7 separate regions of the Mus musculus genome follow, and regions 1, 2, 3, 4, 5 and 7 are each linked to region 6. The links are chromatin contacts, called in public HiChIP or PLAC-seq and promoter capture Hi-C maps. All regions are on one chromosome and are shown on one strand. Each heading gives the region's core, a stretch centred on a gene start, on an enhancer-like site or on the middle of the called end of the contact. The rest is flanking DNA. Distances are from core to core; before and after follow the strand shown. Region 1 holds the start of Arhgef16 (Rho guanine nucleotide exchange factor (GEF) 16). Region 2 holds the start of Atad3aos (ATPase family, AAA domain containing 3A, opposite strand). Region 3 holds the start of Slc35e2 (solute carrier family 35, member E2). Region 4 holds the start of Mib2 (mindbomb E3 ubiquitin protein ligase 2). Region 5 holds the start of Mrpl20 (mitochondrial ribosomal protein L20). Region 6 holds the start of Prxl2b (peroxiredoxin like 2B). Region 7 holds the start of Mxra8 (matrix-remodelling associated 8).

The links. Promoter capture Hi-C pulls out the DNA fragments that hold promoters and counts their contacts. HiChIP or PLAC-seq counts read pairs in DNA pulled down with a chosen protein or histone mark.
Region 1: a contact with region 6 is called in a promoter capture Hi-C map of embryonic stem cells, with 4 times the contacts expected there. The contact joins the promoter of Arhgef16 here to the promoter of Prxl2b in region 6. A contact is called at or near these places in 2 of 39 promoter capture datasets (embryonic stem cells and liver).
Region 2: a promoter capture Hi-C map of pre-B cells shows a contact between it and region 6, with 2.2 times the contacts expected there. The contact joins the promoter of Atad3aos here to the promoter of Prxl2b in region 6. A contact is called at or near these places in 2 of 39 promoter capture datasets (cranial neural crest and pre-B cells).
Region 3: a promoter capture Hi-C map of pre-B cells shows a contact between it and region 6, with 5 times the contacts expected there. The contact joins the promoter of Slc35e2 here to the promoter of Prxl2b in region 6. A contact is called at or near these places in 1 of 39 promoter capture datasets (pre-B cells) and 1 of 115 datasets of contacts at active chromatin or transcription factors (bone marrow-derived macrophages).
Region 4: a contact with region 6 is called in an H3K4me3 HiChIP or PLAC-seq map of bone marrow-derived macrophages, with 7 times the contacts expected there. The contact joins the promoter of Mib2 here to the promoter of Prxl2b in region 6. A contact is called at or near these places in 4 of 39 promoter capture datasets (the C10 cell line, cranial neural crest, liver and 1 more) and 1 of 115 datasets of contacts at active chromatin or transcription factors (bone marrow-derived macrophages).
Region 5: a promoter capture Hi-C map of pre-B cells shows a contact between it and region 6, with 4 times the contacts expected there. The contact joins the promoter of Mrpl20 here to the promoter of Prxl2b in region 6. A contact is called at or near these places in 4 of 39 promoter capture datasets (erythroid cells, liver, pre-B cells and 1 more).
Region 7: an H3K4me3 HiChIP or PLAC-seq map of bone marrow-derived macrophages shows a contact between it and region 6, with 5 times the contacts expected there. The contact joins the promoter of Mxra8 here to the promoter of Prxl2b in region 6. A contact is called at or near these places in 3 of 39 promoter capture datasets (liver, pre-B cells and stem cell-derived epiblast-like cells) and 1 of 115 datasets of contacts at active chromatin or transcription factors (bone marrow-derived macrophages).

The regions. Positions count from the first base shown.
Region 1 is chr4:154,298,603-154,301,707 of GRCm38.p6, reverse strand. It overlaps Arhgef16 (Rho guanine nucleotide exchange factor (GEF) 16), which reads left to right and starts at 1,813. Exons shown (of 15, transcript NM_001112744.1): 1 at 1,813-1,883. It overlaps Gm52687 (predicted gene, 52687), which reads right to left and starts at 2,064. Exons shown (of 3, transcript NR_168682.1): 1 at 1,983-2,064; 2 at 1,233-1,518; 3 at 453-741.
Region 2 is chr4:155,759,667-155,763,042 of GRCm38.p6, reverse strand. Atad3aos (ATPase family, AAA domain containing 3A, opposite strand) reads right to left here and starts at 1,851. Exons shown (of 3, transcript NR_027972.1): 1 at 1,757-1,851; 2 at 1,266-1,658. Atad3a (ATPase family, AAA domain containing 3A) reads left to right here and starts at 1,945. Exons shown (of 16, transcript NM_179203.3): 1 at 1,945-2,241. The coding sequence starts at 2,040.
Region 3 is chr4:155,599,709-155,602,821 of GRCm38.p6, reverse strand. It overlaps Slc35e2 (solute carrier family 35, member E2), which reads right to left and starts at 1,406. Exons shown (of 9, transcript NM_177186.4): 1 at 1,084-1,406.
Region 4 is chr4:155,667,804-155,671,338 of GRCm38.p6, reverse strand. Mib2 (mindbomb E3 ubiquitin protein ligase 2) reads left to right here and starts at 2,120. Exons shown (of 20, transcript NM_001369164.1): 1 at 2,120-2,765.
Region 5 is chr4:155,801,452-155,804,858 of GRCm38.p6, reverse strand. Mrpl20 (mitochondrial ribosomal protein L20) reads right to left here and starts at 1,981. Exons shown (of 5, transcript NM_025570.3): 1 at 1,764-1,981; 2 at 1,117-1,486; 3 at 916-1,026. The coding sequence starts at 1,203.
Region 6 is chr4:154,897,204-154,900,681 of GRCm38.p6, reverse strand. It overlaps Prxl2b (peroxiredoxin like 2B), which reads left to right and starts at 1,639. Exons shown (of 7, transcript NM_025582.3): 1 at 1,639-1,739; 2 at 2,002-2,206; 3 at 2,503-2,554; 4 at 3,113-3,176; 5 at 3,258-3,333. The coding sequence starts at 1,677. Gm52690 (a long non-coding RNA gene) reads right to left here and starts at 3,262. Exons shown (of 2, transcript XR_003955190.1): 1 at 2,632-3,262; 2 at 1-2,251.
Region 7 is chr4:155,838,251-155,841,526 of GRCm38.p6, reverse strand. Mxra8 (matrix-remodelling associated 8) reads right to left here and starts at 1,847. Exons shown (of 10, transcript NM_024263.4): 1 at 1,637-1,847; 2 at 729-749; 3 at 319-621; 4 at 1-82. The coding sequence starts at 1,685.

The sequences.
Region 1 (3,105 bases), core at 564-3,063, 600 kb after region 6:
AGCTCCTCTCCTCCATCCAGTGTGACTGACGCCCATTTGAGCCTGGATCTGTGGCCAACTCGTGCCCTGCCCAGAAGATATCACACCGGAAAGAGCAGAGGAACCACCCAGCTTCGGGGCTGAGGTTGGAAGCATAGGAAGACCAGGGCACAGGCAGTAAGTAGCTAGACAGGAGTGTCACCAGGGCATACAACCCCACACTGTTGGCCAAGAAAGTGAAAGTGCCAACCCAGAGTCTCCGGCATCACCTCTGTCAGAGCAAGCTCTGGGGCTACACTGCATGAACCGTGTGTGAGGGCCGTGGTGTGAGGTCACAGCTCTTTCCTGAAAAACAGATGACAGAGGTGGGTCAGGATGGGGACTAGTACTGGCTGTGTCTCAGGACCTCGGGTTACACCCAGGTCATGTCCCTGTCACGCACAGCCTAGTGAGCCAGGCAGAGCAAGCCACAGTGAGAGGCAGCTGTTTTTATTTTAATATTTACTTATTTATTTATTATATGTAAGTACACTGTAGCTGTCTTCAGACACTCCAGAAGAGAGCATCAGATTTTGTTACGGTTGGTTGTGAGCCACCATGTGGTTGCTGGGATTTGAACTCAGGACCTTTGGAAGAACAGTCGGCGCTCTTAACTGCTGAGCCATTTCATCAGCCCGAGAGGTGGCTGTTTTAACAGATACGGTCTCTCTTCTTGTCCCAGAGTGGTTGAGGTTCTGCTCTGATGGCCATGCCCTGAGGGGTCTTGGGGATAACAAACCATCTGAATACAATGTTGCATCATCAAAAAAAAAAAGAAAAAGAAAAAAATAGCTGTAATGGTGTCTGCCTGTAACCCCAGCTCCCAGGAACCTGGGACAGCCTGGGGAAGGTGAGTCTGGACTAAACATACCTGGCAGAGTCAGGATGGTCAGGGCCGTGTCAGCCCAGTCCTGACCCCCCTGCCTTTAAGAGGACCCCACTCTCCAATGGGAACTGGGCACTTCCAGCCTCCGCCTCCAATCCACCCTGCTCTGTGTTCTCTGTGCCTCCGCCTCAGGCTACCCTCCTGGACGTGTTCCCTCGTTTCTTGGCTCTTACACTCACTATGCCTCTTGCCTACCCTCCTCTTCTCACCTTGATCAGAGCCACCCTTGGGATCTCAGGTTTGATTAGCACTTCGGAGGGCAATGGTGCAGACCCCATCCTTTTCCACATGAGGAGCCTGACCCCCTAAACATGGGGGTCGTTATTACCTCCTCATTCTTGAGGACACTACATAGACTTGGTAGCTGTTTTCCTGAGATCTGGAGACTCGCGGCCAGATCTGTGTGGCTAGCAGAATTTCCAGCCTTCAGAGTTCTCAGTAAAATGAGGTTGTGGTGGATAGGTTAAACCATGAAAGGTGTTCTGGGAGATCCTGGCCAGGGCTGCCATGAAGCAGCCAGCTGCAAAGAATGCAGAGGGCGGGGCTTTCTTTCAACAAACAGGTTCCCGCAGGCCCGGGATTTCTCCGAAGGCTTCCTGGAGGAGGCGGCGGACCTGGGAGTGAGGCACAGAAGGAAGCGGGCGTAGGAGCGGGAGGGAGGGTAGACAGTACCCGAGGGCGGACTCCCGCCCGAACCACCAGACGGGTCACGTGAACGCAGGCGGACCCAGGTAGAGCGGTGACGCAGCCGGCGCGGCCAGGTGAGGCGGTGGTGGTGCAGCAGGTGCCCAGGGCGCGTCCCGCCCTCCGGCCGCGCAGCCGCTGGCGGAGCCCACCTGGCCCCGGCTCCGCCCGACCGCTCGCCCGACCGCCCACCGCGCAGGAAGTAGAGAGGGCGGGACCGGCCGGCCCCGGGACGCGGGGACCCAGCGGCACTGCAGGCTACACCCTCCCGGCCGACCCTCGGTTGCGCGCACAGGTGAGTCTGGGGACTGGAGAGTCAGCCAAGGGGAAGACCACCTGGGGCGCCCGGAGCACCTCTGCTCCATTCCCCTCTCCGCTCCCGCCCCTCCTGTACCTCGGCGACTTCATCGCGCCCCGCCCTCTCTCTTGGGCTGAAAGCCGGGGATCTGGAGCCTAGCTGCCCTGAGCCACAGTCCAAGGGACACTTTGCAGTGGACCTGGTTAGACACTTGAACGCAGAGACTCCTGGGAAGTCCCGGGAGGGGGGGGCGTGGAAGTGACTCTTCCGGGAGCTAGAAAGACGATCTGTTTAGATAGGCTGAGTGGCCTGACCCCCTCGTGCCCTTATCCCACCTTGGTGGCTTTGGTGTCTAGTCCTCTAGCCAGGCTCCGCAGTGCCTTCCAGAGGGAGAGGGCTGTCCCAGAAAGCAGAGGGCGGCACTTATAGACTGGACGGTGGTGAGCACCTGTCCCCAACCCACTACCTTGGTTCCCATATCTGTAAATAAGGAGCAGAGATCTATTTTGAGGTTGAGCGAGAAAGATGAATTTGGGCATGGGCCTGGTCCCAGGGGCCGAGATCTGAGTTGGTAGCCACCAAGATGAGATTTTAGCGGCCTCCACATCATGCCTGGAGCCCAGACAGGATTTGGTAGCTCCTAAGTAGATGCTTGGGTGTGTTTGTCACTTGAGTGACCAGCTGCAGGGTCCCAGGTACTGTGTGGAGCCATTCGTGACTGCATGCCAGTATGCCCTGATAGCAATGGCTCCCTACCCAGGTGTGTGGGCACCAAGCTTGAAAGTTGCTGTTTGTGGATTCAGGCAAGCTGCTCCAGCCTCCGGGCCTTGAGCCTCTGGGCCTCTGTTTATCCATCAGAGTTCATTGATTGAATGCACCTCTGCTGTGTTCCCTTCTGGGGACAGACCCTTCTTTCTGCCCATGGTCCAGAGAGAAGCCTCGGACCATGCGCTCACAGCACGGCCTGAGAGAGGGAAGGGTCTCAGGGCTTTGAAAAAGTAAAGACTCAGCCAGAGAACAGGGTGTCGAGAGCTAGGTAGAGGCTCCCTGCCACCCTTCTCCAAACACCTAAAGCTAGAAATCTCTGGTTAGTTGGTTTGTTTTTTAAGATATATTTATTGTATGTATTTAAGTGTTGTGCCTGTGTGTATGTATGTATGTATGTGCGCCACAGGCATGTCATGCCTGGTGCCCATGGAAGTCTTAAGAGGTCATTGGA
Region 2 (3,376 bases), core at 602-3,101, 860 kb before region 6:
CTGCTATGAGAGACGTGGTTTGTCCATTTAAAAACAAACAAACAAACAAACAAACAAAAAACCCTTATGGCCAATGAGTGATGTCTGGCTATTGCTGGGAAACTCATTTGGTTTTGTTGGGGGACAGGGGTCACAGGTAGAATAATCTTAGGATTTAAATTTAAGACAAATGGTGGTGACCTACACGGTTCATCCAAGCATTTGGGATGTAGCAGATTTCTGAGTTCCAGGACAGTTTGATCTGCAGCTTAAGTTCCAGGAGTGTCAGAGCTCAAAGAAACCTTATATCAAGAAACACTGGACAGTGATGGACAGTGATGGAAGCAGAGCTAGACTTGCTTATTGAGCTAGCTGTACAACACATCTTTGCTGATCTTTGTTGCAAAGAGAGAGGCCTAGTTGAGAACTTCTCTTGGCATTCCTCTTGGTCCCTCCTACAGAGGCGGTGGCTTGGCTGTCTCCGTTAGGTTGTGTCACCACTGCTGATTCATGTTTGTTATCCAGACTATCGAACTGGACTGTTAGTGTGTTTGTGAAGTGTATGGGAATGGATGGAGCTGCTGCTGTTAACCTGGGAAATGAACTGTTGATTTTCAGACAACATAGACAGGAGTTGTTCCAAAGAACCATTTCTAAACAGGTCTACCTCCCCCATATCCTTTTTCCACTATCTCTGATGGGTGGTGGGCTATAAGGAAGGTTACAGCACTCAAGAACTATCATTAATAGTAAGATTTTAAAAAATTAAAGTTTTATAAAAAATAAATACGACTAATAACATACCTTCAACTTCCTTTTTTATCATTTAAAATTGCCTTTTGTCCAGTGTTAAAAAACAGTCCAAACAATTCTGTGAACTCAACCGGTTTTATGAAAGATGCCTGGACCCAAGACGCTGACTTTGGTAAATGTGGGTTCCTAGTGACAACTGCCACTGTCCATGCTACCTTCCACTTGCCCAAAGGTTAGGTCAACCCTAGGTCCAGAGCAGGCACCTGGCTCAGCAGGCTCCCAAGGAGCGCTCACTGGCTAACAAGCACAAGCCTGGAGCACCAGCCCTCACTCTAAGTAGCTCCTGAGTGTAATGTACCCTCTGCAGGCTCTGGGAGTCGGCTTGGCTTTCTGGCTTGTACTGCAAAGCAGCAGCATGCCAATAGCCGCCGTGGGTTGCCAAAACACCAAAGAGGATCGGGCTCAAAACACCGCCTGAGCAATCGTAGCAGAATGGTGCAGGATTGTTTGTCAGAGGCGCCCAAGTCTCTGACCTAAGTAACTCTCTTATTCTTATGCACGCTTGGCTGTAGGAGCCGCTGGCCTGGAGACGCTCAAAGCAGCCACAGATATACATGAATCCGGCTCCGAGAAAGCGTGGGGTCACAGCAGGGGTGCCCGGCCGGTCGAGGGGCGCCAGGGACCCCTTCTCTAGTCCTCCCGGCTGGAGGTCTCACCCCGATTACTTCGCCCTTAGTTGCAGTGACCTGAGGCATCTCAAGTCCGGAAAAAATTAGCTCCGGGAGACCCACAGCACCTTCAGGTTTTCCCTTCCTCTTCTGTTCTTTGGGTAGGATTCACAGCAGAAGAGTTCTGACCCTCCGTGGTGTGAGTCCAGTGTCTCTGATCGTCTGTGGGCTCTGTGGCTGGGGCGTCTCCATAAATGCCTATAGCGACAGGTACAGAACGACCCCAGAGGAATAGCACCTTTGCTTAAAAAAAAAAAAAAAAAAAAAAAAGTTTTCTAGGATGAAGGCACACCCACCTCGAAAACTTTGCTCCTATTTGCCTGGTCCAGGAGCTCTGTCCAGTTCCGCCTCCTTAGAAAGCTGGGCAAATCGTGCCACCGACGCCACTGGCGTCCCTATGTCAGCGGCCAATCCGGCGGCTGAGAACGTCTTGACCCTCCTAGGTTTCCGTCGTCCAGAAGGAAGGGGTGTGGCTCGCGCCTGCGCAGTGAGTCGCGCCCGCGGCGCGTGGTGACTGCGAGGAGCCTCGCGAGTCACGCTCCGGTACGGTCCGCCGAGGGCGCGCGGAGCTTGCAGACCATGTCGTGGCTCTTCGGCATCAAGGGCCCCAAGGGCGAAGGCACAGGGCCTCCGCTGCCCTTGCCGCCCGCTCAACCCGGGGCGGAGGGCGGCGGTGACCGCGGGGCGGGAGACCGGCCATCGCCCAAGGACAAATGGAGCAACTTCGACCCGACGGGCCTGGAACGTGCGGCCAAAGCGGCTCGCGAGTTGGAGCACTCGCGTGAGTGCGCGGGCTGGGCTTGGCGGGCCGAGGCCCTGGGAAATGGGAGGTTTCTCTCGGAGGCACTAGCTGCTGCCCTTAGGACTTTGGTCCTCTTGACGTCTTAGCAGCACAGTGGTCGTTCGCAGCCGTACCTTTCAGGTGACCTGAATGGCCGCTTATGGGACATTTGGTCATAGCCGTCCTGCATTGGGGGAGACCCCGATCCTGCCACCCTCTTGCACTTGTAGCTGTCAACACGTAGGTCGTAGGAGAGACCCTGTGCCAATGTTGGCCTTACCTACTTTACTGTTGGGCTTTCTAGCTGCCTCCACGTGGTGCAGGCCAAAAGTCATAGCCAGGTCAGGCGATCCTGTGTTGTGGTAGTTAATAGCAATCTCTCACTTAAAAAGGAGAGAGTAGATGTCGTGTTTACTATTGGATGATAGCATTCCACTGTGGAACGTGAGGTGAGGGTGTCCGTAAAGGTTGATCCTCTCTGAGACAGATTTTAGCATTGATGGATCCCAAAGGCCAGGACTTTTCCCAACAAATGACACATTTTTGTTTTGATGTTGACAGTTTGTGCCAAAGTGTAATGTAAGGTGGATTTTTTTGATTATTTTGCTTTGTTTGTTCTTGTTTTTATAAAGACTGTGCAGCCCTGGCTGAGACTCCTGTAGACCAGGCTGTCAGAGAAATCACAGCTCCACCTGCCACGGCCTCCTGAGGCGTGTGTCACTATGCCTAGCTAGTTGAAATATTTTTAAGAGCCTGCAGGGGGCTGCAGAGATGGCTGAAAGGCTAAGAGCACTTGTTGCTATTGTAGTGGACCTGTGTTCAATTCTGTGCACCTATATGACAGCTCAAAACCTTCTGTAACCCCAGTTTCAGGGCATCCAAGGACTCCTCTGGCTTCTAAGGGTACCAGACATATACATACTTATATGCAGGCAAAAACTCAAATACATAAAAAATTTTTTAAAAGCCTGAAATGTCAGCTTTGTTGAATGAATACTTATTGAAGGATGTTTCCATTCTCAATTTTGTGTTTATGCGGGTGTTCTGTTTTTCAAAAGATCCTATAGGGAAGCCCTAATTTAAATAGGTATAATATGCAGACCCTCTGAGAGAGAGTCTGGCACTTGGTGAGTCA
Region 3 (3,113 bases), core at 157-2,656, 700 kb before region 6:
GAAATGAATCACTTTAATATAAAAGCCTTCCTATCTCTTCACTTAATGGGCCTTCTTTTGCTATTTAAAATTCTCTCGGTGTGCTTTCAAATGTGCTCTGCAACCAGGGATACTTGTAGTACAGTCCCATAATTGCGGTACTGAGAGGATGAGGCAGGAGGGTCACAAGTTTAAGGCCAGACTGGGCTACCCTGTAAAGATCCTGTCTTAAAAGAAAAAAGAAAAAGAAAAAAAAGCACAAAAAATTATTTTCCAGTTTTTTTTAATAGAGTACATTCATCCCATGAGCGGGCGACTAGACAAACACTGAACAAGGGCCCCCCCACCCCCACCCCCAGTCTGCAGTTTTACTTTTTGTTTTATTTTGCATTTCAAGGGTTCAAAACATCAATGCTGCAAAGAGCCTGTTTCATGCCTGAAAAGTACCGGTTGGAGAAAAACCGCTGGCAGGCTAAAATAAAGTTGAGGCTTGGGACCTGGCTGAGTCGCCCATTCCACGGCACAAAATAAGACGTTTGGGGAGGCAAAATCAGTACACGCCGACAGATGACAGGGTGCCTGCACCTGTCATTGGGTATCGCTTCCTTTCCGGCGCCTGCTGCAGTCACAGCCCGCCCGCGATCCCCCCGCCCCGGTGCCCATCACTGTCCCCACCCTACCTGTGCGTCCAGCCCGGCGAAGCCCGCCACCTGCGCGCCCGGTGCCAACCCGGGCTGACTCCAGGACGGGATGCCCCCGGCCCCCGATGGGGTTCAGTTCTGGGGCTGCCACTGGAGTTTATGCAGAGCCTCAGCCCACGCCCACGGAAGATGCAGCCCGCGCCCGCCTCGGGGCCGAGCAGCTTTAGGCAGAGCGGTCCAGAGTCAAGGGCGAGAGCCGCGAGCCCTCCCACAGCCCTCCTAAGGGTTTAGATTTGGGACACACACACGGGTGGGCGGGGAGAGAGCCGGACGTGACGCACCGGAAGCTGTTACGGGGGGGGGGGGAAGGACACACTCCACACAGGCACACAATGGCACCTTCCAGAACGTTCCACCGCGGCCCACCACGGGGAGCCAGGACACCCTCACGGCGCGTTCGCACCTTCCGTAGCGGCCCACCGCAAACCACGGGGCGGGCGACGATGCGGGGCCACAGCACCGCCTTGCGGCCTCCTGTGGGCGCCTCCGGAGCGTCCCACCTCTGCGGGGTCCGCCATGCTGGGCCAGCGTGCAGGTGTCGCTCCTCTGGCCTGTGGTACATTCCGGAACGTTCCACCGAGACCAAGGTGAAGGAGCCAATCCTCTGAGGCCGCGAAGGTGCCGCCCTCTAGGTCAGACCCAGGGGCTTGATTTCAAGGATCCTAAAATCTGACCAGAAAGTCACAAGACGAGAAGCGCTCAGTGGCGAACGTGCGAGGAACCCCCGTGCTCTCCGAGTCTTGGACGCTGCCGGGATGGGGGCGGGGTCAGCACCATGGGGGCGGGGCCAGCAGCATAGCGACGGGGCGCTCATTGGTCGAGCCTCAGAGGCCCCGCCTTCCTGCAGGACGCTTGCTCTGTCGCCTGATCTCCCCAAGTAGCCGCCGGCTGTGAGATGCTTCCTGGCCCCTTTTATCCCTGAAGGTCATTTTGTGGAGAGGTTTGAGGTTGTGCCTTGCCTCAGCTCTGCTTTTGGTGAAACCTTCCTTTGTTTTTTTCTTGGTTGTTTGAAAACTAGTAAGGTTTCTCCTTCAGATCTCGCACAGTGAGTTGGAGCTTCTTAAACCTTTTCCACTAGAAAACCCTTTCCATATGCAAATCAAACGTTTACTGATAATCAACCTTAAGTCTATCTTAAAACAATTCTTTGCCCGGTGCCGGAGACCAGCCTGGTCCACTTAGTGAGTTCCTGGACAACCAGGTCTATGTAGAGAGACCCTGTCTCAGCAAACAAAAAACAAGTCTTTAGAACACAATGGCACAGTGCAGTTTTACCACTTAAAAGCAAAGGCAAACTGGCTTACGAATGAGAAGATGTGCTTTTTAAATTTTCGCACAGATCATTAAATCTTGACTGAATATCCCATACCACTGGACATAGAGTATCTTCAGCATTTTTCAGAGTTGATGTTTTGATTTTATCAAAACCAAAGTGTGTTTGATTTTGTTGAATTGACGTATGTTTTAGAACCGTATCAGTTGGAAATTCTGTCCTAACCACAAGCCAAGTTTTAACGATTTTTAAAAATGAAACTCAACTCAGAAACTTACGCAAGAATTTTGTTGTTGTTGGGTTCTTTCCTTTGTTTGTTTTTGTCTTTTAAGATAGTGTCTCACTGAGCCGGCATGGTGGCACACACCTTTAATCCCAGCACTCAGGAGGCAGAGGCAGGGGAATTTCTGAGTTCGAGGCCAGCCTGGTCTACAAAGTGAGTTCTAGGACAGCCAGAGCTACACAGAGAAACCCTGTCTCGAAAAAAAAAAAAAAAAAAAAAAAGATAGTGTCTCACTATGTACCCCTGTCTGGCCTGGAACTCACTGTGTACATCAGGCTAGTCTTGAACTCACAGAAATAGACATCTCTGCCTCTCACACTCTGGAATTATGCGCACCTATGTAAGCATTTTTTAATTGAGTTGTTTTATTTGGTCATTGTTGTTTTGTATTTGTTTTGTTTTGAGACAGGGCTGGTGTATCCCTGGCTGGCTTCGGATTTGATGTACAGCCAGGGCTGACCCTGACCTTGCTCTTACCCCACAGTGCTCAGATGACAAGCATGTGTTACTATGCCTGGTTCAACTAGTAATTTTTTTAAATTTAATTATTTATTATGTGTAAGTACACTGTAGCTGTCTTCAGACACCCCAGAAGAGGGCATCAGATCTCATTTTGGATGGGTGTGAACTACCATGTGGTTGCTGGGATTTGAACTCGGTACCTTCAGAATAGCAGTCAGTGCTCTTAACCACTGAGTCATCTCTCCAGCCCTCAACTAGTAATTTTTAAAGTGATCCTGACAATACAATCCTAAAACCTACTAATAAGCAGTAGGAAAATATCAAGAGTCCTTGCTTTCTATAATTAAAACATTGTGCTTCTAAAAGCAAAAAAACATATGTACGCTAGGAAACACTGCTGCTCATAAATTGGTGT
Region 4 (3,535 bases), core at 871-3,370, 770 kb before region 6:
CATCGGGGTCACCGGAGCCCAAGAGTAGCCAGTGAAAGCGTGTGATGGTGCACTTTTTAATATTTCCTGCAACACCTCCCTTTTCTTCCCTATAATCATCCCACCTTGTAAGAAGATGCAAGTCTCTAGTTCTTCCACAGTCCTCCCTCAGCAGGCTTTCCCACCAAAATAAAAGTCCTTGCACTATCTTAAGCTCATAATTTCCTATCTTCTCAATGTTATTTCACCTAGCACATCATAGAACCAATTTGGTTAGGCCCAAGGCGGTGGTGCTTGCCTTTAATCCTCCACTAAACAAGCAAAGGCAGGCGAATCTTTGTGAGTTCTAGGCTAGCCTAGGCTACCTGAGAATTTCAGGCTAGCCAGGGCCATTTAGTGAGACCCCATCACAAAAACCAACTAATCTACTAACCAACCACCCACTCAAACAAACTAGAAACCTGGGAACACATTCTAGGCTGGAGCTAGAAGAGGTGACTTAGTCCCTAAACCCCAGCACTTGAAAGGCTAAGATTGTAGGACTACAGAGCTACAGTGTTGGAGGTCAACCTGGGCAAAAGTAAGATGCTGTCTCAAAATAAAAATAGCCTGTAAAATGACTTAGCAGGCAAAGACGCTTGCATGAGCCTCTGACTGCACATGTAGGTTATTGTTGTATACCGGCCCGCGGCCCACTTGGGCCTACACCTGGGAGGCAGGCTGGGGCTGAAAGAGACTAGACTTCGAGAGAAATTAATGGAGACCAAGACATGATTCTGTTCAAGGCCCGCCAGTTTACTAAGAGAGTGTGCTCATAACAGGGAAGGCCCATCCCCTGCCAGTCCATTTCTGGTGTCTGGAGCCAGCCTGTAGGCGACTTGCAGGATAGGGTGTTCTTCAGGTATATCTCAGCGGCCTCTCAGCAGGTAGCAGTGTCTTGGAGGAGCAGTGGCAGGTGGCAGAACAATAGAGCCATCTAGGCAGGAAGGCTCCACCCCAGGTAATCTCCCTAGTGGCCTCAAGGTCAAGGTCTGGATCAGCTTGTTTCAGGCTGGGGGAGGTTACAGCTTATGGCACTGGTGTCCCCTCCCTCAACAAAAATAAATAAATGTAAAGAAAAGAACAAAGAACAATTACGATTGTGCCGGAATAGACTGGGTTCATATGTGGTAGTGTGCAGCAGTGGAATACACCTAGACAGCAAGCTGGTGAGGGGACAGTTACAATACATATGGAGGTAACTTGCACATGGGGGCAAAGCTTGTGGGGAGAGTTGCTGGAGAACTATGTTGTTGTGGTCTGAGGAACTTCATAGAACTGTCTAATACATGTAAATCAAGGCAGTATACTGTTTATAAACACAAAGGCCAGGATGACTGCTTGTTAACTTTATGCCTGTAGGACTAAAATCAGTAGCTGGGTAGGGGGTTGCTCAGTAGGTCTGAGTTGATTCCCACCCCGCTCCAGATAGAGGATAGGAAAACAAAAGAAAAAAGATGGGCGCAACTCTGATTATAAAATAAATTAAGTCGTGCAGGGTGTGGTAGTGCATGCTTTAATTTCCAGCACTCTCGAGGCAGAAGCAGGTGGGGCTCCATGAGCTCGGGGTCAGCAGGATCAACATAGTGAGGCCCAGGCTATGTTGCAATATGTTGCTACACGTTGCTACATAGTGAAACCTTATTTCAAAAAGAAAAAAAAAAGCCAAAAGAATTACTTTGGATGCGTTTTCGCTACATCTCTGGAAACCCCACCCATTTCAGGCAAGACGTCACCCGAAACTTCTGTCTCCAAGGCAACAGAGAGCGTCCTGGGAACTAGTACTGCGCAGGAGACCTGTGCAGGGCTGGCTCCGCCCACACGCACTTCCGGGTGCGACTTTGCGCCCATCCCCTTTCAACGCTCCCTCTCTGTTCCAAGAATGCCGAGACGCAGGCATTTCCAGTTTCTTCTTTAGAGAAACAGAGCTCCCGCTGACCATGCATAACGCGTCCGTCGGTCCCTTTGCTACCAGACCAGACGTGTACGTCATGCTCGGGGTGCCTTGGTAGCTATAAGCCCCGCCCCCTGACCCTAAGCATAGTGCGTCACGCGCAGAGCCTCCTGGGAGTCGTCTGTCCCGCCCCCGGGCTGGCTCTGCAAACTACAGCTCCCGGCAATCTGTGCGGCGCCCCGCGACTGTAGTCGGGGAGCCGTGGTGGGGCTCCCTGGTGGGCTAGCGCAAGAGAGGCGGCCTTGCTAAACACTGTTAGGGGGCGGAGGACGGCGGGCTGCAGCTGGCGTCTCGGTGGCGAGCCGAGGCTCCACTGTCAGCCTCTGCGCTGCTCAGGGGCGGGTATTCCTGGGCCGAACGAGCGCGGAAACTCTTGGCAAGTGGGGGGCCGGGCCGGGCGTCCTCCCAGCGACGGGGGCGGTGGCACGGGGCCTAGGGGTCCTGATCGTCCTGACGGGGCTGCGGTTTTGTTGGCTGACCTCGGCCCTTCAGCGCGACGGGCTTTTGGTGCTTCTCCCCCTGGACCCAGCTCGTGCCCGTTGCGCGTTCTCGGTGCGTGGGGGTGATGCAGCGTGTCCCAGCCACCAGACCCATGGGAGCTTTTTAAGGCGACCAGCGGCCTCTGTCCCTTCTCAGATGTTAACTGCGTCTCAGCACCCCTGGCCATAGGTTTGGATCTCCTGGGGCTTTCAGAGAGGAAGGTCAGCACGGCGGAGGCCAGTCCCAAGTCTCCAAGCATCAGGGCTCCTGCCCGATTCTCAAGGCGGGTGGGGGACACTGGACCTCCAGACAGGTGAGCGCTTGACAGTTCGGGTTTGGTTTGTTTCTCTTGAGGATGCCGTCTGATGTGTCAGGGTTTGTGTTTCTGTTTAAATGTGCTTGAGTGGACTGGGCAGTGAGAAATCGTCCTTTCTGCCTCCTTTGGGTTCAGAACCAATAAGAAAAGCAGAGATGCCAGGAAGGCTCTTAAGGAGCTAGTGGGCTTGGGGACAGAGCAAGATTGGCTGCTTATAGAATGTCTCCTGGCTATATATTCCACTGTGGCCTGTTGCTTCTGATGCAACAAGTATCTGAATGTCATTATCCCACCCAAGGTCAGCCCTAGGCAGGGTGGTGAACCCCAAGCTACAGTGTACCTAGAGTTCCCCAGAGATTAGTAGCCATGATACCCCTGAACCTTAATGATGTCCCCCAGCAGATGTCTTGGTGCAGGGTAGATCTGGTTTCCTGGCCTCTGTGTCTTCAGTTGACATTCTTGTTTGATTCTACTAGCATCTAGGACATCCACCTGCCTAGTAGGGGCCTCTGATGAACCAGTTTTGTTAGACATTTTTCAATTCAACAGTATCTCCGACACCACCAGAGGTATAGGGAGATATACTCGAGTCCTGAATCCTCTCTATGTCATGTAGTTTTATTCATTTGAATAAAGGCAATCTGCTAACTTTTATACTATAACATGACTTAATTTTTTTTTAAAGATTCATTTATTTATTATATGTAAGTACACTGTAGCTGTCTTCAGACAATCCAGAAGAGGGAGTCAGATCTTGTTATGGATGG
Region 5 (3,407 bases), core at 732-3,231, 900 kb before region 6:
TACAAAGGTACTGTAGTCCCTAAAGCTCCTGTATTAGACTCTCTGGAAGTTTGTTAACACAAATTGTTGGGCTCTCCTTCTAGAGCCTAACTCAACACACTCAGAGTAGGTCCTTTAAAGAAAGTGTGCATTTTCTAAAAAAAAATCTCAGGGTGACCAGGACTGATCCAGGCCCTCATCAATGGCAGCAAATGTTCACTTCCCGTAAATGGATGCTCCCATGTGTTCACAACACTACTGGAAACTTTGGGCCTGAACAAATCACCAGGTCCCGAGGCAGGACCACTCTACTTCAAAGGCCCGTGCAGCTGAGAACAGAACAGAAACCCACAACAACACTGTCCACACAGTGAACACAACCATCATGCTGTACCCACATTCAGGTTAGGGAGTCCTGGGGTGGTTTGTTTGTTTGTTTGTTTGTTTTGTTTAATTTGTATATATTTGGATATGTCCTGTGAGGATGTGTGTGGGTGGGTGCACATGGAGACCAAAATGAGTCAAATCCCTTGGAGCTAGAAGTATAGACAGTTTTGAGTTGCTATAGAAGACCAGCATGTCCTCTATATCTATATCTGCTGAGCCTTTAGGGAACACGTTCTTACTGTCAAGGTCAGAAATGACATTTCTTATGGCCCTGTTGACTTAGCTCATAAGTACTTACAAGAACTATAACCCAGCGCACAAGTACAGCTTTCACAAATGACAAAACAAAACAAAACAAAACAAAACAAAACAAAAAACCACTTTTGCCCAAACATGTAAAGGGAATTCCTCGGGAATGAAAGTCAACATCCTGCGGCTACAGAAGGCTAAGCTCCGGGGGCATGGAGGGCTGAGCTCCCGAAGCCGGTTTGGAAGAGAGCCTAGCTCTAGGGAGATGAAGGACAAGCTGGGGGTTGGGGTCGGGCTTACGGTCCTCAGGTTCCGCTTCTTAAGTCTGCGGGCCTTCGTACACTTAACGAAGGCTCTGGTCACCGCCCTGACGGCCAGGCGGTAGCAGCGATTCTTCCTTCCCCGAAAATGCTGGATGAAGAAGAGGGGAGAAGGGTGTCGGGATGGCAGCGCGGCCCTCCACCCCCGCCCCACGCCTCGGGCCGCGACTCGCGCACTCACCTGAGCGTGTTTCAGCACCTCCTGAACCCGCCAATAGCGATCGGTGAGGCGGTTCCGCAGCCAGAGCCGCGTCGTGAGGAAGACCATGATGGGCTCCCGAAGCCCGACCGGCTGCCAGAAGCGCTTCCGGGTCAACGGTCAGACAGGCCAGCCCTGCCGGATGTGTGCGAGCACTGTCTTCCGGGGCGCCTCTAGACTCGCTCCCTCAGTTCCGTTGTGCCAGACCGTCCGCACGCGGGAGAATGGTTAGAGCATAAACTGGAGGAAGCCCCGCGGGCGGGGATGGCGAGCAGTCCCGGACGGAAATCAGATCTACAGAAACCGCCAAGGAACACTCGGTGGTCCGCTCTTCTGTGGGCATCAGTTGACCCTAAAGGAAAGTAAAAGAAATTGGGCTGGTGAGATGGCTCAGTGGGTAAGAGCACCCGACTGCTCTTCTAGAGTTCAAATCCCAGCAACCACATGGTGGCTCACAACCATCTGTAACAAGATCTGACGCCCAAATAAATAAATGAATGAATGAATAAATGAATAAATAAATAAGAATAGCCATGTGAACAGTATGTTTAAGAAAAGGAAAAGAAAGTAAAGGAAATTAAATCAAGTAAACCCATTCCAAAGACAGCTAGTCTGAGTCAAAGGCTCACATGAACAAAGGTATCTACTGTCCTGAAGATGTATCCTGGGGATGGAGCCCAACCTCCCGCAGGTACAGAGGCCAAGTTTCGGGGGGTGGAGGGCTGAGCTCCTGGAGCTGTGGGAGATACAAGCTCTACCGAGATGAAGGCGAAGCTGACAGTCGGAGTGGGACTCGCAGTCAACTCAGCAGAATTGGGGCTGGAGAGAGGGTTAAGAGCACTGACAGCTCTTCCGAAAGTCAAATCCCAGCAACCACGTGGTGGCTCACAACCATCCGTAGTTAGATCTGACGCCCTCTTCTGGAGAGTATGAAGACACCTACAATGTACTTAGATATAATAAATCTTTTTAAAAAAGAAAAAGAAAGAAAGAAAGAAAACAACAGCAGAATTTAGCTTATTCACCAGCTTTACTTGGAGTAAAGGTCTGAGTAAGAAGTTGGCTACCGCCGGGAGGTGGTGGCGAACGCCTTTAATCCCAGCACTTGGGAGGCAGAGGCAGGCAGATTTCTTGAGTTCGAGGGCAGCCTGGTCTACAAAGTGAGTTCCAGGACAGCCAGGGCTACACAGAGAAACCCTGTCTCGAAAAGCAAAAAAAAAAAAAAAAAAAAAAGTTGGCCACCAAGCCAGATGGTGGTGGCACATGCCTTCGATCCACTCAGGAGGCAGAGGGAGATGGATGTCTTGAGTTCAAGGCCAGCCTGGTCTACAGAATGAGTCCCAGAACAGTCAGGGCTACACAGAGAAACCCTGTCTCAAAAAACAACAAAGTAAAACATTTGTCTGTCAGGTCCCAGATGAGGAAGTAGACATGGACTCTCATCCCCAACCAAGAAGCTATCTCCAATTGCCAGCTGCTCCTAAAAGAAAAATTAGTTTTTCCTTGAGGGAAAGTCTTACACAGGGAGTCTTACATAGTATACTACAAACCACACCTTAAGGGCAGGCCCCAGGTCCAGATGGCCAACAGAAAACAAATTCAAAGGTATTTTGGGAGATTTTTTTTGGGGGGGTCTCATATTGTTTTGTTTGGGAATTTTTTTTAACTTTACTGTTCGTTTGCTTATATTATTGATGATGATAGGTTATTTCTTCACAGGTGAAATGAGCCAATTCAAGTCAGATTAGAACATTTAAAGGTAGGTTTGGCCCAAAGGATTGAGAGAGGAGGATTGGCCAAAATGTCTGGCTTACATAGGGAGGAGCCTTTGGTGGAAGGGCAGCTCAGTCCCTGGGCTGGAAAGTTTAAGGTTGGGGGCAGAGTGTCCTTGCCAGGTAGGAACTGAGGGATGCTGGGAGAACCTGCAAGCCAGGTCTGCTTTGATATGTAAAATATGTACCTGAGTTCCCTGTCCCAGGATCTGAAACTAAACAATTATGGTTTCTGAATTTGAGTTTTTATGTCTTTGAGTGTTTCTCATGTTCTTTTGTAGGTTCTTGTTTTTTCTTTTTTTTTTTCAATAATTTATTTTTGTATTCACTTTACATCCAATTGCAGCACCCCCTTCTCCCAGTCCCACCCTTACAAATCCCTCCCACTCTCACCCACTCCCCTTCTCCTCAGAGAAAGGAGAGCCCCCCCCCTTGGGTACCACCCCACCCTAGGACATCTAGTCCCAACAGGACTAGGCACATCCTCTCCCTCTGAAGCCC
Region 6 (3,478 bases), core at 390-2,889:
AATGGCCACGAGTGTTTTCAGGTCCTTGAGCTGGGAAAGGAATGGCCACAAGTGTTTTCAGGTCCTTGGACTAGGTACCTCTAACCTATAAAACTTGGAACAAAGACTCTACAATCCTCTGCTCCTGATGACCTGTCTTACCTGGGGCTCCATGAAGACGAGGTGGGTTCTGTCACACTGTGTAGGCATATGTGAGTGAGCAGCCTCAGGGAAGGGCCTGCTGGCTCTTCCTGTTCAACATGCAGCACTTTCTGCAGACATCTTCCCATGCTCCTGGGACCCTCGCATTGTACCCCTCAACACTTAACAGGAAGCAGAGGAAGCCCCATCTCTGGATTTCTTCTGGTGGTGCTTCCAGGACCAGTTGCTCTACAGGACCAGCTCCTCCTGATTCTGCAACTTTATTTTCTTTCCTTTTTTAAAATGTACCTTTGCACACCTGTGTGCACTTGTGTGTGCCCGGGGAGTCCAGCGGTTGAGTGTTTTACTCAGTGCCTCTCAATCGTATTTCTTGAGACAAGGTCTATTGCTGATTCTCATGCCTTTGCTTCCCCCAGGACATGGGATTACAGGTCTCTGTCATTTTACCGAGTCACCTCCCCAGCCTACTCTTGCTTGCATAGGTTTGGGCCCAATGTGAGTGCCTGGTGCCTGAAGAGACCGTAAGGGAGCATCAGATGCCCTCAAGCTGGACTTGCAGAGGATTGTGAGTCGCTGTAGGGATGCTGGGAACCAAACCGTGGGCCCTCTGCAAGAGCAGCTAGTGCTCTTAACCACTGAGCCATCTCTCTAGCTTCTCCTTTTGACACAGTGATATGTATGGTTCCTAACTTCCTGCCTGGCTGTTCAGCCTCAGCTAGGTATCTTGTGGTGGCTCTCTTCCTTTCCTAGCCTCTACATCTGTCAGATGCTTGAACATGGCCCTAGAAAGCATCACAGGGCTTACTTAGTGAGGAAAGGACAGAACACGTGGATTCCTGAGCCTTCTACTCTTCCTAGGGACACACCACTGCGAGCTCCTGTTTATCTCCTTTGGATTGTTGTACATGAGAGCCCGTAGTTTAAAAACTGACATCCACACAGCAGGAAATGGTACTTTACGATGGAAGTTAATAGGATTTCGCGAAAATGCAAAGCAGGAACTTAGACTTGGAAAGGCTGGTCCTTTCACTACTGTAAGTGCCGGCTGCCCTACTGTTCCTCACACTAGTGATTTGTGAGTTCGATTCCCCGTTTCAACTTTTTGGCTCTAATTCTACCACCCTGCTGCACTACTAGGGACCACCTGATGCTAGTGGAGAGCTACGCAAACGCTAGAGAGCCACGCAAACGCATTCTGCGCAGGCGCACCGCTTGCAGACTGTCCATTGAGCTTTACCTGCTACGCCATTGGCTAATAAGCTTATACATATGAGAACAACCTAGGCTTAGGCAAAGAGATCTGCAGTGATTGTCTCTTTGGAGAGAGGGTGTGCCTGTATACTAATATCAGGGGCGGAGCCTGGGGCGAGACAAGCGCACAGTCATGTGACCTGAACCCCCTGGAGGTGGTGCCCACCAGGACTGGGGCGGGATTATGGGCGGGGCATAGGCTGGCTGAAGAGGCTGCGCAGGACAGAGTGAGCCTCCCCAGGCTGCGAGAAGGGACCGTGGAGCAGAAAGGGACGGAGGAGGCCATGAATGTGGTGGACCTTGGTCGCGTAGGAGCGTGTGTCTTGAAACATGCAGTGACTGGGGAGGTGAGATTTGGCTCGCGCAGGGCGGAGAACGCCTCCCCTAATACCTGGCCCAGAGCCTTGGCAACTCACATGGGTTGGAGTGGAGGTCCTGAGGGGTCCTATGAGTTCGCGTACTGGGCGTGGGTACAGCTCATGGTCCACAGAGGAACCATCAGGAGGACCAGTCAGCTGCGAATCTTGGAGCAGCACGCTGCGGGACATGTGAGGCTGCCGGGCATAGGGGGTTGGTGAGCCCATGTCCCCTGACCGATCCATTCTGTAGGCTGTGGAGCTGCGGAGCCTATGGCAGGAGAAAGCTTGTGTGGTGGCCGGTCTGCGACGCTTCGGCTGCATGGTGTGCCGCTGGATCGCCCAGGACCTCAGCAACCTCCGGAGCATCCTGGACCAACACGATGTGCGCCTGGTGGGCGTGGGGCCTGAGGCCCTGGGCCTGCAGGAGTTTCTGGATGGTGGTTACTTCTCAGGAGGTGCGACTCTTCCCGGACTCAGAGCCTGGGCTGACCTCTCCCTTTCTAGGCCCAACAAGAACATATTCATGTGTCAGCATATGCAGCTCTTCCCTGCCCTGCCTTCAGCCTGTGCCCTGGCTGGTGCCCAGACCTAGTGGCAAAGTCCCAGTGACTCTTGCCCTTCCCGTTTAAGCAGTGGTGACATTCAATCCTGCCTTGCTACTCATGGCTTGGGTGGGTGGAGCTGGATACAGTAAGTGGAGGGGACAGACTGTAGGAAGCCTGGGGCACATAGCTGTGGCTTTCCTTTCTAGAACTCTACCTTGATGAGAGCAAGCAAATCTATAAGGAGCTGGGCTTCAAGCGGTAAGTGTGACTGTTTGTGGGCATGAGTCTAACCAGGGACAACAGGAGGACAGAGTGGCCACCGCTCTCTTATGTACCTTCTTGCTACTGCCATCTGCTCTGCTCTCCAGTTTGTCTCATGGAAACTGACACTGGTGCTTCAGCCAGCCCTTCTTTGAGTCTTCTAATGGGTGTTGGTCCAAGGCAGGCCTGTCCTCAGAAGTCTGCTATTTCATAAACAGGAGGGACCTTGGAGCCCAGTGCCTTAGCCATGGCTCATTGCAGTCCTCTGTTGCCACAGACTGCCTGTCATGATAGGCAGTGCCGGCTAAGCGAGATCCCTGGGCACACCCAGCTTGGAGCTCATTCCCCACACTCCACACCACCTCTCCAGGGCCCCCAAGGCTAGCTGTATTCAACCTGGGGGCTCTCAGGGCTTGTGTAGAGCCTAGTTAGACTGGTTGCTGATCTGCCTGAGCCCTGGGTTAGATAAGTGGGTGGGGCAGGACACTGGGAACAGGTGTGGATACTTGTGTTCCACCAGAATCTGGACTAGGGACCCTATCTATGTCTTTGTAGGTACAACAGCTTAAGCATCCTACCAGCTGCCCTGGGAAAACCTGTTCGTGATGTAGCCTCCAAGGTTTGTGGTTTGAGAGCATTGGTGGGAATCCCTGCAGCATTCCCTCCGGGACTGACCTGAGTCCCGTTCCTGTCTTTGCAGGCTAAAGCTGTTGGTATCCAGGGGAACCTGTCTGGTGACCTGCTGCAAAGTGGAGGGCTGCTGGTGGTCAGCAAGGGTGGGTCAGGGCAAGATAGAGCCCCATCTTGCCCATCTTGGTGGCTCGTGTCATGTCTTCATGCTCCCTCTCTGGTCTTGGGTACCTGGGTGAGGGATTGGGCTGCTTGGCTTGGTCAGCGGATTTTACTCTCACTTCCCGGCAC
Region 7 (3,276 bases), core at 598-3,097, 940 kb before region 6:
CGCACAGCCAGGCTCTCATCGAGGTGGCAGTAGTGATGGTGCAGGTTGCAGGTGTACACCCCTTCATCGCCTCTGTCCACAGCTGCTTGGCAGAAGATACCCTTAGATTGAGGGAACCCGTCCTCTCTATGGCCCCTCCCCTAAAATCGGCCAATCCCTTCTAGGGCCCCGCCCATCCAAGGCTCCAACCTTAGGAAGGCCTCTCAGCTCCCTCCCCCTACCCACCACACCTCCCCACTCCTCCACCCCACCCTCACCCCTGCCGCCAAGGTTTCAGTTTCTGCCAAAGTTTCAGCCCACTACGGTTCTACAGTGTACCGCGAATGAGCAGCGAGAAGTTGCCGTCGTGGAAAGCAGAAGGCGACAGCAGGAGGCGGTCGCGATCGCGCGGCTCGTACACGCGCTGTTCACCCGCCGAATACATATCCACAAGTCGGCGCCGTTGGCTGCCCGGGCCCCCGCTGAGGTCCCAGTGGACCACGCGCTGGCGATCATGCAGCCGGTCTTGGGTCCACACCATGCGGGGGCTCTGGCAGCGTAGCACAGCCTGGGTTCCGGCTGCCAAGCTCACCACAGACTCAGACACCAGAGAGCTGCTGGCTGCTGCGGTCCCTGAAGGCCCTTGTCGGGAAGGGGGAGTCAGTGGCAGAAGTCAAGAGAGGAGGCAGGACTAGGACAGGAGTGGACCCTGAAGGGGTCTGGCCCACAGCTGGATAGGGGATACTGACCTGAGGACAGGACTGCAGAGCCTGGAAGAAGAGGAGGAATAACGCTGTAGGTATTTTTCACCTTTGCACCCCAGGACCACTTGGGGCCTCCTGCAGTCATGGCAGGTTTGTTGCCATGTTACCCACTTAACAAGTTCTGGGAGAGTGAGTGGGAAACCAGACATCTGGCAGCGAGAAGTAGGAAAGGATGTGACTCTCTGCAGGCTTGTTCTAAAGTGTGAACTTGAAGTAGCCATGGCTACATTGCAGCAACAAGTCCACCAGAGCTGTTCTAGCATGACACTGGGACAAACAGAAGTTGTATGTGCGTCTGTGCTGAGCTTTTAGGAACTTTCAGACCTCAGGCATTCATAGCCCTGTCCTACCCTCCCCCATCCCCACCCCTCCACACACACACACACCCTAGGTGCAGTATGTTCCCCTGCTAGCCTTCCTCAAGAGCAGAGACCCAAGAGATGGCACAGGGAGTCAATCCTAACCTGACACCACTGGCCCAAGATACCGCTGTGCAGAAGTGGCTGAGGGCCCAGGCTTTTAAGAAAAAATGTGCCTGGTCAGCAGGCCAGAGTGGACAGGCCTGGGGGCTCTGAAAAGGAGGCTGGAAAGACTCTACTAGCCCCTTAGTTGTCAGCCCCAGTCCACTTCCCTCCCCACATCAAGGAGGAATGCATCCTGAGCAGCTGACCCTGGAGCCACACAGAATGTGGGTACAGAAGGCACCCTTGGCCACATCCTCCCCACTTAAGACCTCTGGGATTTCTTTTGGAGTACCTGAAGGCTTCGCGAATTGCTCTAAGCGAATTGCTATTTTGAGCACCCAGCCCAGTCCTTTTCTCCACCCCTCCCAACCTAAACCCAGACAGTTCATCCACTCGTTGCCCCACGCCCAGTCCCACTCTCACACTCACTCTGAAGAAGCAGCAGTTTCCACAGCAGGACGCGGGACAGCAGCTCCATGGCGCCTGCGGGGGACGTGCTTTGTCTTACTCAGCTCTAACTCTCCAGAAAAACAGCCGACCCCCTCTCCCTGCCAGCACCCGCTGACATCACGGAGCCCTGGGCCGGGTCTGGGCCCCGCCCACTGCGCTGCTCAACTGCTTGGCCTCCCCCATCTTGACTGGCCTATAATGCTGCAAACACCCTGTCCGGGCCCAGTTGGTGGGAGGGTCTGAGTAGAGGCTCGGCCAGTCACTGGTCAGTCTTGGGGAGGAGCAGTAGCTCAGTCCTGGGACAGAAGACGAGGCCTGGATGTGAAGATTCCTGAGGCCAAGCGGGTGCCAAGCATCTGGTAAACTTCCTGAGTTTCGACAGAACTGGTGTTTGATCTGCATCCTCTGCGCTGACATCCTCCTATGTGATCAGCCAGGCCAGAGAACCTGGGCTGCTCCCCTACCCCACCACCCCCACCCCCACCACCACCCCTACCCCCACCTTCTTGTATTCTCCCTGCCAGATCCGGTGTCTTCTGATTTCACTTTGACTGAGGGTGATTTTACTATGCCCTTCTCTGGGACCATAGTGGGCTCCCTGGGGACAACATGATGGCATTGTGGTCCAGATTTCTTTAGGAGCGGGAACAGCCAATCATCCAGCCAGGCATGTTGGCCCCCACCATGAATTCAGCGCTTGAATGGCTGAGTTTGAGGCAAACCTGCTCTTCATAGTGAGTTTCAGACCAGCCACAGCTACACATGATGTTACCCTTCTCCAAAAGAACAGACAACCCCCTCGCAACTCTGAGGACAGAGTGTGAGTGTGGTCAGACTTTCCTTCACGACCTCATGGCTGGTGCTGTCCACCCTCTTCAGGCAAACCCTGGAGTCCTGAAGCTAGGGCTGGATTACTGTGAGCTGAGAAACCTCCACTTGGAGGAGAAGGGAGTGGAACTCTCTCAACAGAAAGCACAAATTTGAAGCCCTGGGAAAACAGAGTCATATAAACAAATGGGAAATAACAGAGTAGCACTGTGTACTAGCCTGCTCCTACTAGTTAAACAAACCTCAGAACAAGAAAGGAAAAGAATCCAAGAAAACCACAGAAGCCCTTAACTAGTCTAGGCCTCCTCTTTGGATATAATCAGTACAGGCCCCGTCCCTGGGGTTGGGGTGGGGTCCCCAAGTCCCCAACCAAGCCAGAACCTCAGCCTAGCTGGCTCTTGGGGGACGGGGAGGGGACAACAGGGAGGACCAGCTGTGAGGCTTTAGGAAGCCCCCCCCCCTCCCCCGGACTTAAGGGAGCCATCTCCTTTCCAGGATCTGGGCCAGGCAGAGCATGAACTTGGCCCCAGCTCTTCCCTGGGACTTTTATTCTGGAAAAAAAAAAACCAAGTTCTACCCAGCAGGCCATCCCCCAGTCCCTCTCTGGCTTTCCCTTATGTTTCTCTAAATGGTGTTGCCTGATTTGCTACAGTGTCTGCCTCTGCCCTACACTCTCCAGCTTGACCTCTGCCTCTGATCTCTGTCTCCCCTCTCCACTCTCCCAAGGTTGTCCCAGGCTGTCATTTATCCTGTTTCTTATCGTGGTGGGAAAGTATTCAGAAAGTGATAGA